Regions from separate parts of the Lactuca sativa genome. Here region 2 is linked to region 1. The links are chromatin contacts, called in public Hi-C maps. All regions are on one chromosome and are shown on one strand. Each heading gives the region's core, a stretch centred on a gene start, on an enhancer-like site or on the middle of the called end of the contact. The rest is flanking DNA. Distances are from core to core; before and after follow the strand shown. Region 1 holds the start of LOC111894550. Region 2 holds the start of LOC111894596 (exocyst complex component SEC10b).

Region 1 (4,107 bases), core at 568-3,067:
AAACGGATACAGTGGCTATATTTCAACATTCTTTCGCATCAAAACAAAAACCAGGGTTTTGGATCCTCTAATGCGGTATAACCCACAGAGTTCTTGCAGTTTCAAAAATACAAACCTACAACTAAAAACACATGCATATGCATTGCATTGATAATGAGCATGAATTTCAACCAAATTATTGCACTGTTTAAAAATCTTGACTTGGAACAATCTGGACCCTTGGATTCAGCTAGCTGATGATCATTCTTGTCAGGTATTCGCTATGCTCAGGAAAGTACTCCAACAACTCGTCCTTTGTTACCCACACAAAATCCTTGCTTTTGATATCCAACTTATTTGTTGCAACCACTTGAGATTTAAAGAAAAACCTCTGAACAAACAAACAAACAAAATTCATAAGAGTGAAGAACACACTAAAAAGCCAACAAACAAAACCCATAACTCACATACCTTAAAAGATGAATTATCCTTATTTTTCTCAGATGGTGGCGTTGCAATATGACCCATTGGAGCATTTCCAACAAAGTATGTATGAGATAAGTCTCCAATAACAGATTCTAGTGCAGATTCTGCACACTGAAACAACATTTTTTTTAATCAATACCACAAAATCGTTTCAAATATGCAAAGAAATTCACAGAATTACCTTGCGTAAGGTCTCTTCAGACTTGTAAACTTTTTCAGGAAAGTGCCATACAGGCTGCCCTTTTGGACTACCATATGCATCACCATAAAGAAGAAGATATAGCCTTCTATCAAGAGCTCTTTGCAGTGACCTTCATAATAGTTGCACAAAATCCATAATTTAAGTTTAAGTATCAAAGAAAAAGAAGCAAATAATATAACAAGCAATTACATTTACATGTACCTTTTATCATTGGTTTTGTCAGCTTCTGTGATCCTAGGAGCTGGTACGAAATCAATGTGGTATTCACCCTTACCCCTAATAACAAGTTAAAATGTTATGACATTGGAATTTATAGTAATGAAGACATGTAAACTAGTGTGCAAAATTACCTAGCATCAGATTTTTTAAGAAATTCTTCTGGGTATGCACGACGAAACTGCTGTCTCCAACGAAAGCTGCATAATTTCATGATGATATAAGAATTACTTGCAGATGAAAATGAAATGGAAATGAACAGCACAATCACAACGCTCTTTGTTAATTAAGCATACTAGTTTTCGATTCAAATTTGCATCGATTCTAACAAATTGAAGTAGTTTTCATTTGGTCCTCTGAATCTTACCGATTCTGCAAGTTAACAACTAATCTACTTTTTGAATCCTGAAACGTAGAAGGGAATCCTAATTTCTTAACTCAGGTGGTGACTTTTCTGAAAACAATGTGCATACAAATACATATGAATTTAAGGATAGGGATAACTGACGAGAATTCTTGAAAACCGTAGACGACGGGGTCGATTTTAGGAATAACAACCGGAAGCCTCTCAAACAGCACGGACGCTACGATCTTATCATTTTCAGATCCTTTTGATGATGTGCAATAACCTCGATTTGAAGGAAGAAATCGAGATAAGATTCTAGAGGATCTCTGCATACTTTCCTCTATGTAAGCCTCGGATTATCAACGCTTTTTCATACAAACTGGTGGAAAGATTATCGGAGATCGATTCAGTGTGTGGGTGAATCGGAGATTTTGCCTGAGAAGATGAAGACCAAGGGTTTTAGAATTCGGGCTTTGTATCTGGGCCTATTCCAGCCTAACTGAAAACATTTTTGGGCCTTCAATAGTAGCTGTATCACCGCTCCATTCCCTGTGGATTCCTCTTCCTCGTATTCTTGATTTTGACATGTATGGAAGCTTCTCCGTAGACATCTCTTCGATTTTGAAATATATTGAAGCTCCGAGTAGTAAAAAAAATAAAATAAATAAAATAAAAAATAAATATCCTTCTACTTTTCTATGGGCCTAGCAAAATAAAAATTGGATAAAATCTCCACCCCTCAAAATGTAAAAAAAAGTATTTAAATTTTAAAATGTAACATCCCAAATTTAATATACGGTACCAAAATTCATCATCATATCAGGGATGTTTTAAAGGACATGAAATCTTGTTCAGGTCTAAACAAATGTATTAGAATGGAACTTCAAATAAATGACAAAAACATTTCAAAGTTTAAGTATATACACACTAAAAAACAATTTTAGGGTAAAACAATTATTATTTTTAACAAATTTAAAGATTTTTATGTCATTATCTCTAATCAATATGTCAATTGTGATCAAAATATTATATTTTATGATAAAATAGTGCTACAATGAAAGCCTAGTTTTTAATGTGTGAAATTACATTTACACCGGATGTCCAACGACAATTATAAGATTTAAACTCACAGATGTCCAACTTTGATGAACGACAAGATAAATGGACAATTTTGTTTTTATGATGTTGGTTTGTCGATAACATCATATAAAATAAAAAGATTATTAACCAAAAAAAGATGTCAGTAAAAAGCACAGACCTATACTAGGGGAAGTGTGAGAAGCCACCCCACAAAATTAATAACCACTTCTAAAAAATTTATGAATTTTCCTAGTAAGTTTGCAAATTGTCCCCTCAAAATATATTAGAAATAGAAATAAAATATTTAAACTAAAGTTTAGAGTTTTGATCTTTTTATAAGCCCCACCAAACCTATACGATTTCATTCACATGAATCTGCATAAATTCCTTTGCATCTTTTTGTTTATATACCAACAATGTCTACACTCATATACCACATGCAATGTGCGAGATGATTTTTTTTTCCTTTTTGTCTTCATGCCCTTTTGTTTAAATATGCTAAAAGATTGTAGATAGATGGTATATTAACTTTTTTCAGTAAAAAAATGTTAAAATACTAAAATTTGCATCAAATAAATAATTCGGTCAAAAATTGGCTTCGGAAAATATGAAACCACCGAAAAGAAATTGCCCCCATCAAAAACAATTTTTGGGTCCGCCTAAGAGAGCAATAGAGGTTTGCGGCAGCGGACACAATGCGGCGGGAACAAATAATTGTGTGATTTTTGTTAAGGTCTTAGGGATGGAAATGGGGTAAAGATTGACCATCTATGTCTTCGTCTCTAACATCGACCCCACCATCTGGGGGGACTCGAATCTCCTCCTCTTTAGATTTTGAGTTTATCCTCGACTCATCCCCGACCCATCAACTTAATAAATTCAATGTATGCAAAAACTAATTTGAAGTTTAATAAGTTATCAAAAGGGTCGATGCCATAAAAACCTTCAAATTTGTATGAAATTGTCAGGTTTACCCAAAGTTCGAATTTGTGTCTGTTTTTGTCTCAAACTTGCATTAAATGTTGTGTTTTTACCTATTAACCAGTTTTCTTTTAATAGGTCGGTTACCACTTGCATAACTAGAAGCTCATGAACGTCGTTTGGGAGAAAACCCCAACTCCGTTAGGGACATTAAACTGTTGCATCCTCATTCTCCCTCTATATTGCAATCACTTTTCACCTTTTTGCATAGTGTCGACTGAAATTAGAAAGCTATTTTTATCAAAAAAATATTTTAAATATATCAAAATTCATAATTTTTTATTCTTTATAAATATACATCTATATTGATATAGTTTTAAGATACATAAAAAATTTATTTTTTTAGAGTTTTATCTCTCGTTATTCATAAGTGAATAAAAAATCGATCAGAGTTTTATTGCAGTACATTCATTATTCATTTATAAATAAAACGTATGTTTAACTTTTTTACAGTTTAGATATCATTCATATATAAATATAACACGTAATAAAACTTTTTTACCTAATATATATATATATATATATATATATATATATATATATATATATATATATATATATATATATATATATATATATATATATATATATGGTAAAAAAGTTTTATTACGTGTATAATGTAGTTATATTTATATATGAATGATATTTAAACTCTAAAAAAAATTAATCATACTTTTTATTTATAAGTGAATAACAAATATAATGTAGTAAAAATCTGATGCATTTTTATTCACTTATAAATAATAATAGCTGAAACTATAAAAAAATAAAAAAAAAAATATTTTATCTTAAAAATATATCAATATAGATGTCTATT
Region 2 (4,551 bases), core at 160-2,659, 150 kb after region 1:
CTCATTTACTAAGTTTCCAAATAAAGCATCGAAAGAGAAGTCGCCCTTCACAAAACAAATAGGACAAGGTAGCAATGGCGTTGAGTATAAAAAACTGTAATACATGCACCGATTAGATACCATGCACACAAAAACATAAGATTGTGAAGCTTTACCTTGAAGTCTTCTATGTCTAAAACAAGTGGTTGAGATATTTTGTTACTTTTTGTTCCATCTCTAATCTCTTTCATCTGAAAGAAAGAAACATGCATACTCCCTTTAGCCTTTTGTAAATTTATCATGATGAACTTTACATTGATGTCATGTCACAATTAGAATATAAGATAACGTTTTAACCAGATCATCCTAGATAATCATAAAATCTCATTCTAGTAAACAAATTCAGTAACTTCCAAGATTGTATGAATCCATATCTTGAAGCTACAATTTAAAATGAGATAATCACCGAAATATAAAGTTTAAGTTTCTCATATCATTGGTCATGAAGCTATGTCTCCATTTCATATTCAAACTGACAGAATTGTTATTAGCTGGTATTGAACGCACATACTGGAATGGGATGACAGGCAAAGTTAAACTGGGCCTAATTGAAAAGCTGTACCCAGATCATCCTAAATAATCGTAAGATCCCATTCTAGTAAACAAACTTCGGATACTTTAAATACTGTTAAATTCATTTCTCAAAACTGAAAGCAAATAACAAAACTCTCACCCAATTCCACCACAATTTCAATCATAATTCATAAAGTTACAGGTTCACATATTAGCAGATCTCGATGGTCATAGAGCTACTTCCATTTCGAATTTAAGCACATTAGACCCGTTATTGACTAGTATAAAGAAAAACCACTAGTGAACAAACTCCCCAGGCATTACCTAAGAATTTAAATTGAACCTAATTGCAATATTTAACCAGATCATACTAAATAATCGTAAAATTCCATACTACTACAGAAATTTCAGTAAGCCTCGAGATTGTAAAATCGATATCTTAAAACTGAAATTCACTAACATAACTATCACCCAATTCCACCTCAATTTCAATTTTTGAAGTCGCCATTTCAAATATTAGTAGATCTCTCTGGGCATGAAGCTACTTCTCCATTTTAAATTAAAACCAGATAGAATCATAGAAAAACCCTAGCAAAATCTTACAATATGATTGAATTACATCGAATGAGGGGATTAATGGTTCGATAAAGAGATTGGCTATAAACAATAAACCTCGTTGGAGATCAAGTTAAGCACAGACTCCTACTTTGATCTTCCTGAAAGAAATCCTTCTTCTTCGTGTTCTTAAGTTGAAATATTAGATCGACCGGGTGCAGAAAACAGATTGAAGAACAGTAGACGGAGCCTGACCGCGAAGACTACAATGAAGAAAGCGGTAAGCGTAATGACCTTATTGCCCTCTCGACCTGCGGTGACAGCGGTGGATATTTGATTTCCTTTTATGAAAGTAAAAATAAAGGAAAGTCGAGTAACAAACCATTTTTTTGTATGTTTTAAAAAAAAAAATCCATTTTTAAATTATTTTTTGTAAAATAATCATTTTTTCGGAATGGACCGTTTCGGAAATAAATTTGGATTCGTTTTCTGGTTGGCCGGTCCATATTAATAAACATCTCATCCATAAACATTTTCCAAGAAATGTTTTCAATTTAAACAATCAAATCTATCATACAATTGCTCCACTGATTGAACCAAACTTCTTGAATGTTATCACAACCGAGATCAAAGTGACTCCTTTCCAACCTTACTGGCGCGACCCACATAAATGGGATTCTACGTAGATCCAAGTCCTTCCAGAAAAATGGTCAACGCTACTCTCACACTTTATTCATGGGTCAAAAATAGTCGTTGTTCAACACTTGAAGAATGATCGTTGCACCCATAGCATCGTCAAAGTATACTAGTTGATAATTCTTGAGCAGTCTCGTCCATTATACCTAAGCTCGTGCAAAAGTGCATATATTACACCCTAAAGTATATTGATAAACCAACATAGCTCTAGCTCTACTGTTACTAATGATAACGATCAGTTTAACGAGCCAACCAACCCTTCAATTGATATCCAATCTGAGCAACACACAATCTTCTTAATTATATTTCATTCTCCCAAAAGGGACATTCGATTACAACGAGATCCTTGACTAGAAGCTTTTGATGCGAGAACCACGTGCACAACCTTGAAAGCATGAATCTATCAACAACTCACCCTACACCTACTTCTGATCAACCCCTTAATCCTTTTCACCATAAAAGATCTTAACAATCTTGAATACTGAAAATCCAACTAACTTACACTGCAACTTTCTCCGACCTATTGTGATAGAACCCATCAAAATCAAATTGATTGTTGATCCTTCAAACAAAACACTTAGTCCTTCCCCACTCTGGGCTTACTCCCTTATCGGCCGATGTCTTCCCGGTCAAAGCCTAAAATCGATTCATCTAGACACTCTCTAAACATAACTCTCGATATGCAAAATGGCATGTGACAAATCTTGAATATTAATGATATGGGCATATTTAGTTATAAAATTCATGCATTATCTTAATACTTTATGTTGATTTTATCTCATTTAATGAACAAAAGGTGCTTAATTAGTTTAGAATTTCATTTTTCAGCAACAATGACATGCTCGGGTGGAAAATGAAGTGGAATTGGCGATTGGACGCTTGGATCTTGGATTTTGAAGAAAGAAGGATGTTGCTAGACAGCTTGACCCCTCGTCAGTGTTTTGGCCATATCTCATGAACCGTAACTCCGATTGACGAGATTCAAATAGTTCTGAAAACTAGACACAATTTCGGACGACTTTCGTGTTTTGAGAAAATGCTGATTCCAAACGGACTCGACGAGTAGGCCATCAACTCGACGAGTTGATCAGAAGTTTCGCGATTCTTGACTTTGCCTTGCCGCATACGGGATTTTAAGTGATGGACTCGGCGAGTAGGTCACTGGACTCGCCGAGTAGCCCCTGTCTTCATTATATATATATATATATATATATATATATATATATATATATATATATATATAGAGAGAGAGAGAGAGAGAAACGCTTCTCATTCAAACCCTAACGAATGGGGGAAGTTTAGGACGATTTTTGGAGGCCAGAAGGGTTCTTAGAAGCTGTGGTTTTCGAGATTTCAACCTAGATATCAATTTGGAAGAAGATCAAAGGCAATAACACATTACTTTTATCTTAATCTTTTGCATAAACCATGTTTCAATCATTAGATTATGTTTTTAGTTTGTTATTTGCTGTAGATATGAGCTAAAAACTCATAACTTATGTTTATGATAGATGATTCTGTGATTATCGTTTGATTATTGGTAGGATTGATTTAATATTTGTGATTTTGTTGATTCTAGCTTGTTAAAGAACCTTATGTGTGAATGATAAATATTTTTCTGTTAATAGGAAGATAATTGAGCTGCATGAACATCTCTTAGTTGTCAACCTCATATGTTTATGTAACCACTTTATCATATGTCTAGGAATAACGAACGTGAAACTAGAATTAATAAGAAAATTAGGTAAATTCATGTGTGAATTTGTTTGATGAACATCAGCAAGAGGTTAACAAAATGACCAAATTAGTTAACTATTACAAGTCTAAATTAACCCGAATAAATAACCTAGTGAATTGAATTAAATTAGACAACTGGCCACTGTTTGAGTTAGTTTGTTCTCTAAGGATTAGTGCAACGAACGTGAATCTGATCACTTGAATTGATAGCCAATAAAAGAATTAATCCATTGCACTATTACCATAATATCAACCATAGGCTCAATTGAGTTGAACTAAACAGAAGTTCCATTCGTTATTGAATTTAGTTGACTCTTTGTTTATCTAGTTCTTAGTTTCTTAGTTTAAATTTTAGTTAATTGTTTAAGTTTCTAGTCTTGCAAAACTAGAGAAAACCCATTTTCTATTACTTGTTTTATTTAGATAATATTAGCATTTATTTTAATTGTTTACCGTTCCCTGTGTTCGATACCCTACTTGCTTTAACTATATTACTAATCGATAGGTACACTGCCTTTCATGTGTTTATTTTGTGTCTAAGTTAGTAGGATTAAAACTAGTTTGTTTCACACACATAAATTAACCAACAAACTCAAGGAAATCATGCACCTTAGATGGAGACGCCATAAGCTTTCCAAACAATACAGCTTTGAACCCTTTGTGAACGAACCTCTTTACCTTATGATTTACGAAGCACCCTGAAGGTCGCATCCTTGATCCTTTAAAACCCACTGATGTTAACATAATATACCTAACAAGCTAAATATACAAATGACTATCCATTTGGCATCACATTAAACAAGTACATTTATTCAAGATGAAACCGAGGGTCAAAATTCATACCTGCGATTTCTTGCGATTCAACCTTGACCTCCTGTATGATGATAGGTGTTTGGGCATGTACTCCCTCTGCAAACCATATAAGACAGTCGGGTTTGAGATGACCCGACTGGTGACAATGGAAACACGTCCAATCCTTCTTGCAGTCGTGAACGACATGCCCTTTTTATC

The links. A called contact is a pair of places that touch in the nucleus more often than the background predicts.
Region 2: a contact with region 1 is called in a Hi-C map of leaf, with 9 times the contacts expected there. The contact joins the promoter of LOC111894596 here to the promoter of LOC111894550 in region 1. A contact is called at or near these places in 3 of 4 Hi-C or Micro-C datasets (leaf and seed).

What each region holds. Positions count from the first base shown.
Region 1 is chr7:3,975,853-3,979,959 of Lsat_Salinas_v11, forward strand. It overlaps LOC111894550, which reads right to left and starts at 1,818. Exons shown (of 6, transcript XM_023890622.3): 1 at 1,392-1,818; 2 at 1,018-1,083; 3 at 869-943; 4 at 647-776; 5 at 451-576; 6 at 1-370. The coding sequence starts at 1,561. The coding sequence ends at 230.
Region 2 is chr7:4,128,918-4,133,468 of Lsat_Salinas_v11, forward strand. LOC111894596 (exocyst complex component SEC10b) reads right to left here and starts at 1,410. Exons shown (of 25, transcript XM_052765217.1): 1 at 1,225-1,410; 2 at 156-230; 3 at 1-45. The coding sequence starts at 230.